Regions from separate parts of the Mus musculus genome. Here region 2 is linked to region 1. A link is a contact called in public HiChIP or PLAC-seq data. All regions are on one chromosome and are shown on one strand. Each heading gives the region's core, a stretch centred on a gene start, on an enhancer-like site or on the middle of the called end of the contact. The rest is flanking DNA. Distances are from core to core; before and after follow the strand shown. Region 1 overlaps Gm11732 (predicted gene 11732). Region 2 holds the start of 2900041M22Rik (RIKEN cDNA 2900041M22 gene).

Evidence for each region. HiChIP or PLAC-seq counts read pairs in DNA pulled down with a chosen protein or histone mark.
Region 2: a contact with region 1 is called in an H3K4me3 HiChIP or PLAC-seq map of craniofacial prominence, with 4 times the contacts expected there. The contact joins the promoter of 2900041M22Rik here to the enhancer-like site in region 1. A contact is called at or near these places in 1 of 39 promoter capture datasets (the SN4741 cell line), 1 of 15 datasets of contacts at CTCF or cohesin (large pre-B cells), 4 of 484 Hi-C or Micro-C datasets (the N1E-115 cell line, embryonic fibroblasts, embryonic stem cells and 1 more), 9 of 115 datasets of contacts at active chromatin or transcription factors (cardiomyocytes, craniofacial prominence, embryonic basal ganglia and 5 more) and 1 of 9 other capture datasets (embryonic stem cells).

The regions. Positions count from the first base shown.
Region 1 is chr11:117,435,616-117,439,132 of GRCm38.p6, reverse strand. It overlaps Gm11732 (predicted gene 11732), which reads right to left. Exons shown (of 5, transcript NR_166733.1): 2 at 2,638-2,784; 3 at 2,120-2,345; 4 at 1,546-1,774; 5 at 383-1,328. Among named protein-coding and RNA genes, the nearest start is that of Gm11732, 11 kb to the right of the region's middle. Within about 2 kb of position 2,217, at least 70 of the 459 cell types and tissues checked have an H3K27ac peak or open chromatin away from gene starts, as enhancers often do. A contact at or near this core is called in the N1E-115 cell line, craniofacial prominence and forebrain, where this site is marked.
Region 2 is chr11:117,609,791-117,612,844 of GRCm38.p6, reverse strand. 2900041M22Rik (RIKEN cDNA 2900041M22 gene) reads right to left here and starts at 1,598. Exons shown (of 2, transcript NR_015489.2): 1 at 1,411-1,598; 2 at 1-583. It overlaps Gm35170 (a long non-coding RNA gene), which reads left to right. Exons shown (of 4, transcript XR_003949818.1): 4 at 195-1,022.

The sequences.
Region 1 (3,517 bases), core at 968-3,467:
GCTCAGAGGACTCCATAGTGCCCTCTCCACTCGGGACACCTGCCACAGGACACCTGCCACAGGGGACACCTCCCACAAGGGTCAAATGCCCAGGTAACACCTGCCACAGGACACCTCCCACAGGGGACACCTGCCACAGGACACTTACCTGCTCCTCTCACTAGCAGAAAAAAAAGAGAGGCTTGTCTTGTCTAAGATCAATTAGGCTGTAATGGCTCTGAGGATTCCCTCCTGTTTTATTTTTTTAAAAAAATAGACATCAGATTAAGCAATTAAACTGTTTATTATTTAAGCCCGAGTTAATAGATGCTAAATTTTATTATTTATCAAATGTTATTATTCATTAGATATTTTTCAAATGAAACATCAGACGTCTAACAAATTAAATTTAAACAATTCAGTTTATTGTTCTGAGAGAGTTGCCAGGGTGGGGTGGGAGGAGAGGCTTTTAGAGATAGTTCTTCCAGTCAGGAGAGCTCCGTGCTCTGGGGGTGGTGGGGGGCGGGGAGAACTGGGAGGTGGAAGGGTGTGACCTTGAATCTTTGAATCAAAGCCTGCACCTGCTGGCTTCTGAGATCCAATCAGCTGTTTGGATACACAGCCGGCTTACTCTCTGTGGCAGAATGGCTAGGCAGCTGGGAAAGTAGAGGCCTCTACTAACTCTATCAGAGAGGCGGGCATAAGGCATGAGGTTGCCTGGAGAGCCAGGGGGAAGAGGATTTAACTGAATACCCAGGAAAGGGACGGGGGATACAGGCTCACAGCCACACCAGCTGGGTGCCTATAGTTACAAGGTTCTTTTCTTTACACACAACTTCTACATAGAAAACCAAGGTGTACGGTGTACTCAGTGGTAGAGTGCTTGTCTGGCTTGCTCAGGCCCTGGGTCTGCTGCCCAGTACAAGATCCATTTCCAGCCTCAGTGAGCGCTGTTCACTTGCTCCTAAGCAACTATCCCCACTGAAGTGTGGTTCCCAGGACGCCTTTGGCTCCCGTGTGCCATTTAGCTCTCTGACTCCATGCGTGGCTTACATGGCTTGTGTCAGGCCATGTTACCCTGCCCCCTACTGTGTCCACACACCCGTGATGCGATGGCATCCCCCTGCTCAAGCCCCACCCCACTTCCTCGTCGAATTTTAAAGTGTACACAAACTCAGCCACCAGCAATATAAAACGTGTCTGGGGAACTGGAGAGACAGCTTTGCTGTTATAGAATGTGGACTGCTCATCAGAAGGTCCAGAACCTGTGTCAGGCAGCTTACAAGCACTGTTACTCCTGCTCTAGGGGGGATCTGACATCTCTGGCCTCCTCGGGTATACACACTCAACTATACACACACAGAGAGAAAGAGAGGAGAGAGAGAGAGAGGGAGAGAGAGAGAGAGAGATCATAAGACTAAATCACCTTTAAAAATCAAAAGTGTCTGTAGGCAGCCCAGCCTCAGCACCCGTCCCCATCAGTCTCCTGGTCGTGCCACGCTGGACTGTGGGCTCCCTTAAGCATAATGACCCCAACTGTGTGCTGTGCCCACACCATAACCTTACCTGAGACACACAAGGTTTTGGTCCATATTCTAATTCTGCCTCGATAACAAAATACCCCCGGCTGAGCAACTCATATGCAGTCGATGCTTATTGGCTGCATGGTTCTGCGGGCTGGGAAGCCCAAGGGAGCCAGCAGCGTCTGGAAGGAGCTGTTCTTCATGGCAGAAGGGGAAGGGGACATGAGAGCAAGAGGAATCAAAACATCAGTCCCTTCTCCAGCTTCCTGCACCTGCGATAACAGATTCCACCAGTGAGGACCTTAGTCCATTCAGGGAAGAGGAGCCCTCCAGAGCCCCTAGCCTCTCCTATTCCACCCCTGGATGAAGCCGAAGTAGCAGATAAACTCCAGCGCGGCAAAGAAAACTGCACAGCCTCTACCCCCAACTCTTCCAAGCATGAGGAGTCTCCCTAGCACCTACAGTCTGGGGTCCAGAACACCCCCTACTACTTGTCCCTCACCCGACCAAGCAGATAATCCTCACGGCAGGATCGAAATGAGACTTATACAACACACAGAGGTTTGTGATGACCTCTGACCCCTCTCTCATTCCCAGTGCCTCTCCATGCTGCTCACCGCCTGCGCCTGCACAGGAACCCCGGGGCTCCCAAGCCTTCTTGAAAAGTTGCTGGCAAACTGATGGGGAAGCCTACACGGGCTCGTCTCCATGGCAACCTGCTCGGCTGAGCAGCTCCGGGCAGCCAGGGCTGTCACAAGGCACTGTGAGGGTGAGTAGCTGGCAATGGTTACGGAGGAGGGGCAGCCCTGCCAGGCTGCCGCAGTGTAAACCTGGCGCCATCCCCTAGGCAGAATGCAAACCTCAAATCAGGAGCAACCATCAACAATGGGAACGTCCGACTCAAAGACCCAACCCACCCACAAGCAGAAGGGGTTCCTGGGGACAGGCTCTGGAATCCACTTCCGTCCTACAGGAGAGGAAGGGGGTGCTGGGAGGTAGAGATGGGGCTGCCCATACACAGGAGGCAAGGGCTCAGCCTGACATTTCCTGAGGCGCGCTCCTCTACCCTGCCCGACTCAGATGAGCAGGCTGGGACAGTCCTCCTCTCCTGCAGCTAAGCTGTGGGCTTTCCTACCTTATTTGAGCATAGGCTAGACCTGTCGTCTCGTGTCAGATGTGGCTGGAACTCTGTATGGTTGAGCCGGTGTCACTGCCGTTTCCAGTGAATCCAGTGGATCTCCCTGCTCCTGTCTTTTTCCTTTTTCTCTCTTGGACTCAATTCCTGAGAGAGAGAGAGAGCAAGAGAAAGCACAAGAGAGAAACTTGCACGTTCACGTGCATGCGGATGTCAAAGGTCAACCTTGATGTTGTGCCTCAGGCGCTATACACCTTGTCTTTTATTTACTTTATAAACTATGTGTGTGCGGCTGTGAACAGCCTTGAGCACATAGGTGCAGTGCCTGAAAAGGCCAACAGAAAGCATATGACTCCCTGGAGCTGGACCTACCGCCAGTTTGGAGGTGCCTGGTATGGGGACTGCGAAGCAGGTGCTCTTGACTATTGAGCCATCTCTCCAGCCCCGCCTTCTGTTTTGAGACCAGGTCTCTCACTGGTCCCGAGACTGACTCACTAGCTGGGCTAGGTTGGCCTCCTGCAAGTTGCCTGCCTGTGTCTGCCTTGCCAGTACTAGAACTACAAGCATGAGTCACAGCACCTGGATTTGGGGGTTCAGTTTTAGGTCCCCTTGCTTGCCGGACTGAGCTATCTCCCCAGCTCCTTGGTCCCAGTTTTCGCTGATGTCCCAAGGAAGACTGTAGATGGTTGAGACTTGCAGAAAGCCCCTACTTGGTCTGGCTCATCACATTCCACCTGTAGCCTACCTGTGTTTGTGGGGAGGGATGCCCAGGGCCTTGTATACACCAAGCACTCTACCTCTAAGTCACACCCCAGAGCCCCCATACTTCATTCATAACCTTTTCATATGCATTTCCTTCCCAGAGGTTAAAGGAGATTTT
Region 2 (3,054 bases), core at 349-2,848, 170 kb before region 1:
ATGAGGGAATGATCGAGCTCTTGGATTGAAAGCTCTGAGACCGATGTAAAAAAAAAATTTTTTTTTAACAATTACATTTCTATCATAAAAGTCTTCATTAGATATCACCACCAGCAGACTTCCTATTCGGGGAGGGAGACTGCCCTCTCTTCCCACTCCAGAGGCTCCCCTAACAAAAGGCCTTTCTTCCGAAGGCTCAGTTTGGGAGCTGGTCTGAACTTCAGGTAGTTTCAACATTCGACCTGCCCTCTGGAGCCCAACGACCTCCCTCCCAACAATGACCACTTGGGTAGAGGCAGAAGCAGCAGCACTGGCCAATGTCAACCGATGTGTACATCCTCAGCTGGTGCTGACTCCACACTATGCAGACCGGCCAACCCCAGGTAACAGGACTGCAGTAGGAAGGGAAGCTCTTCAGTCTCCTGGCTCCCACCGATGTGGTTTCTGCTCTGGATCTGCCGCAGCCAGCCAGGTACCAACGCCACCTGCATGTAGCTCAGGGACATCAAAGCTGTTGAGAACGTTTTCCCACTGAACTGAGCCTGGGTGGGTCCTTCACCTGTTCTTGACATTCTTCCTGAATCTGGAAATTGAGGACATGCTTGTGTGACTATCGTGTCACATGGTGGCCACCAGATTGTTCTCCATGACTCCTGCCACCTTTGTGTCTGAAGGTGGGACTGTGCCTGACCAAATGACCATGATACCCACCCCCCGCCCTCCACCCCATGCTGGCTTTGGCAAAGCAGCTGGATAAGCTCTGAGTTGCTGATAGAGGGGGCTATTTAGCCAGAAGTAGAGTGTGGTCTCCATCTGATCGTCAGCAAAGAAACAGGTCCAACAGCCCACATAGTGCGAGCCTGACAGCCCACAAGGAACTGACAGACACCAACTGGCTGAGTTGAAGATGGATCTTTCTTTCAGACGATTAGCAGTTCAGACTAGGATGGCAGCTTCATGAGAGCACAAGTGGAGGACCTGGCCAGAGGCTTGGACCCCTGAACCTCACTGTTTTGTTTTAAGCTCACTGTCTTGGTGTCATTTGTTACAAAGTATCTGGGAGCTAGTCTGCAGTCCTGTGAAGTTGAACACAAAATGATGAGCTATGATATCAAGACAGCAGCCACCCTGGTCAGGTCTCTCTCTCTCTCTCTCTCTCTCTCTCTCTCTCTCTCTCTCTCTCTCTGCTGACTAGCAAGGCTGGCACTAGGAAACAGTGTCTGAGATACGGGATCTGAAGCAGGTTCCTGGAGAAGACTCCAGAGCTATCACATCTTTGCTGGGTGATAACGGGTAAATGGTCTGACTAGCACATGCCCAAGCTTCCGACTTGGAAGGTGGAACTGGTGCTGGTCTGTCCTTTTTCTCATAAAAGGGATAAAGAAAGCAGCCTCCTAACCAAATACTCACCCTGCACTGCCGGAGAGATCCCAGCTTTTAGGACAGCTCGGAAGGCATCTGCGCGGTGCAGCTGCAAGGCGTGGTCTTGTGTGTTTTGCCGAGGGAGAAGTGGAAGCCCAGAGAAGTTAAAAGGAAGCACAAGACCATATAACCAATCAGCGGGCCAGCTCAACTAGCCTCATAGCTCTACTTCTAATGGGTGTGTGATGGGCGGGGCAGACTCCTGCAAGCCCGTCCTTTCTGAGGTCCGAGGTGTTCCTGCAGCGTGTAGAGTGGGCGGAGCTTCCAGGAGATCCCTGGTGGGGCGTCCTCCTAGAGCCTGGGGAGTTTGGAATCTTTGTGCCTCTTTATTAGACTTGCATAGCCCAGACTGGCCGAGCCTGAGAAGTGAATTTTTCTGTATTAAATAATTTTCCTGTTCCTGATAAGATCCAGCAACAAAAGGAGTCTAAGGAAGGAAAGGGTTGTTTGGTTCACAGTTCAAGGTCATTGTGGGGATGGTGTGAAAGCCAGAGTGGGAGACAGCTGGTCACATGGCATCCTCTGTCAGGAAGCAGAGAGAGACAGAGACAGAGAGAGAGAGGAGAGAGAGAGAGAGAGAGAGAGAGAAAGAGAGAGAGAGAGAGAGATGCTGGTCACATGACATCCTCAGTCAGGAAGCAGAGAGATGGATGCTGGTCACATGACATCCTCAGTCAGGAAGCAGAGAGAGAGATGGATACTGGTGCCAGGCTCTGTTCCTCCTTTTTGTTTAGTCCAAGACCCCAGCCCAGGAGGATTGTATCCAGTTCTCAATTCTGTCAAGTTAACAAGATTCATCTTTACATTCTCTGTCTCTCTCCCTCATAGGCCAAAGGCATGCATCTTGGGCTGTGCACACAGGGGCTGTGCTGGCAGCTTCTGGCCCACGTGAACCCACAGTGAAGCCCGAAGCAAGCTGTGGGCAGGAGGGCAGCAGGAAATGCTTATCCTGCAGGCTTCTGCAGAGCGGGTTCTAGTTTATACGATCTTCATGGGAGTCTTCCTTTGTGGCTGGTGGGTCATTCTCATTTCCACATCTGTGTTAATTAGCTCTAAAAGCATAGGAGGTGTAGGTTTTAATCTGATTGGTTGCCTGATCACATACTACAGGCTAGGGGCTGAAACCACAGTCACTGAGAGGGAGGAGGGAAGAGGGAGGAGGGAGCTGTCTGTTGTCTCCTCGAGCTCCATTCTGAGGACCAGCTTGGGCTACTTTTCCTGTTGAAATGACAAGACAACCTAATGGAGCAAGGATTTACTGTGGTGCATGGTTTGAGAGTGCAGTCCTGGCGTGGTGTGGAGTCTGAGGCAGGGGCCAGGTAGCATCTGTGAGCAGGAAGCAGAGATGAGTCTAGGCACTCAGCTCATGTTCTCCTTGTTATTCAGCTCAAGTCCACAGCCCATAGAACGGTGCCACCCACATCCAGGGACGGTCTTCTTACCTCAGCTAAGCCAATCTAGAAGACTCCTCCCTCACAGACATGCGCAGAGGTTGGCACCCTAGGTGATTCTAGATGCTGTCAAGTTTGACCATGAATTGTAACGAAGACAGAGCCCTGTGCTCAAGACTTCTTGTACTGGCTTTAATTATCTCCTAAAGGGTTTGCTTCTACACACAGCCTCACTGCGAGG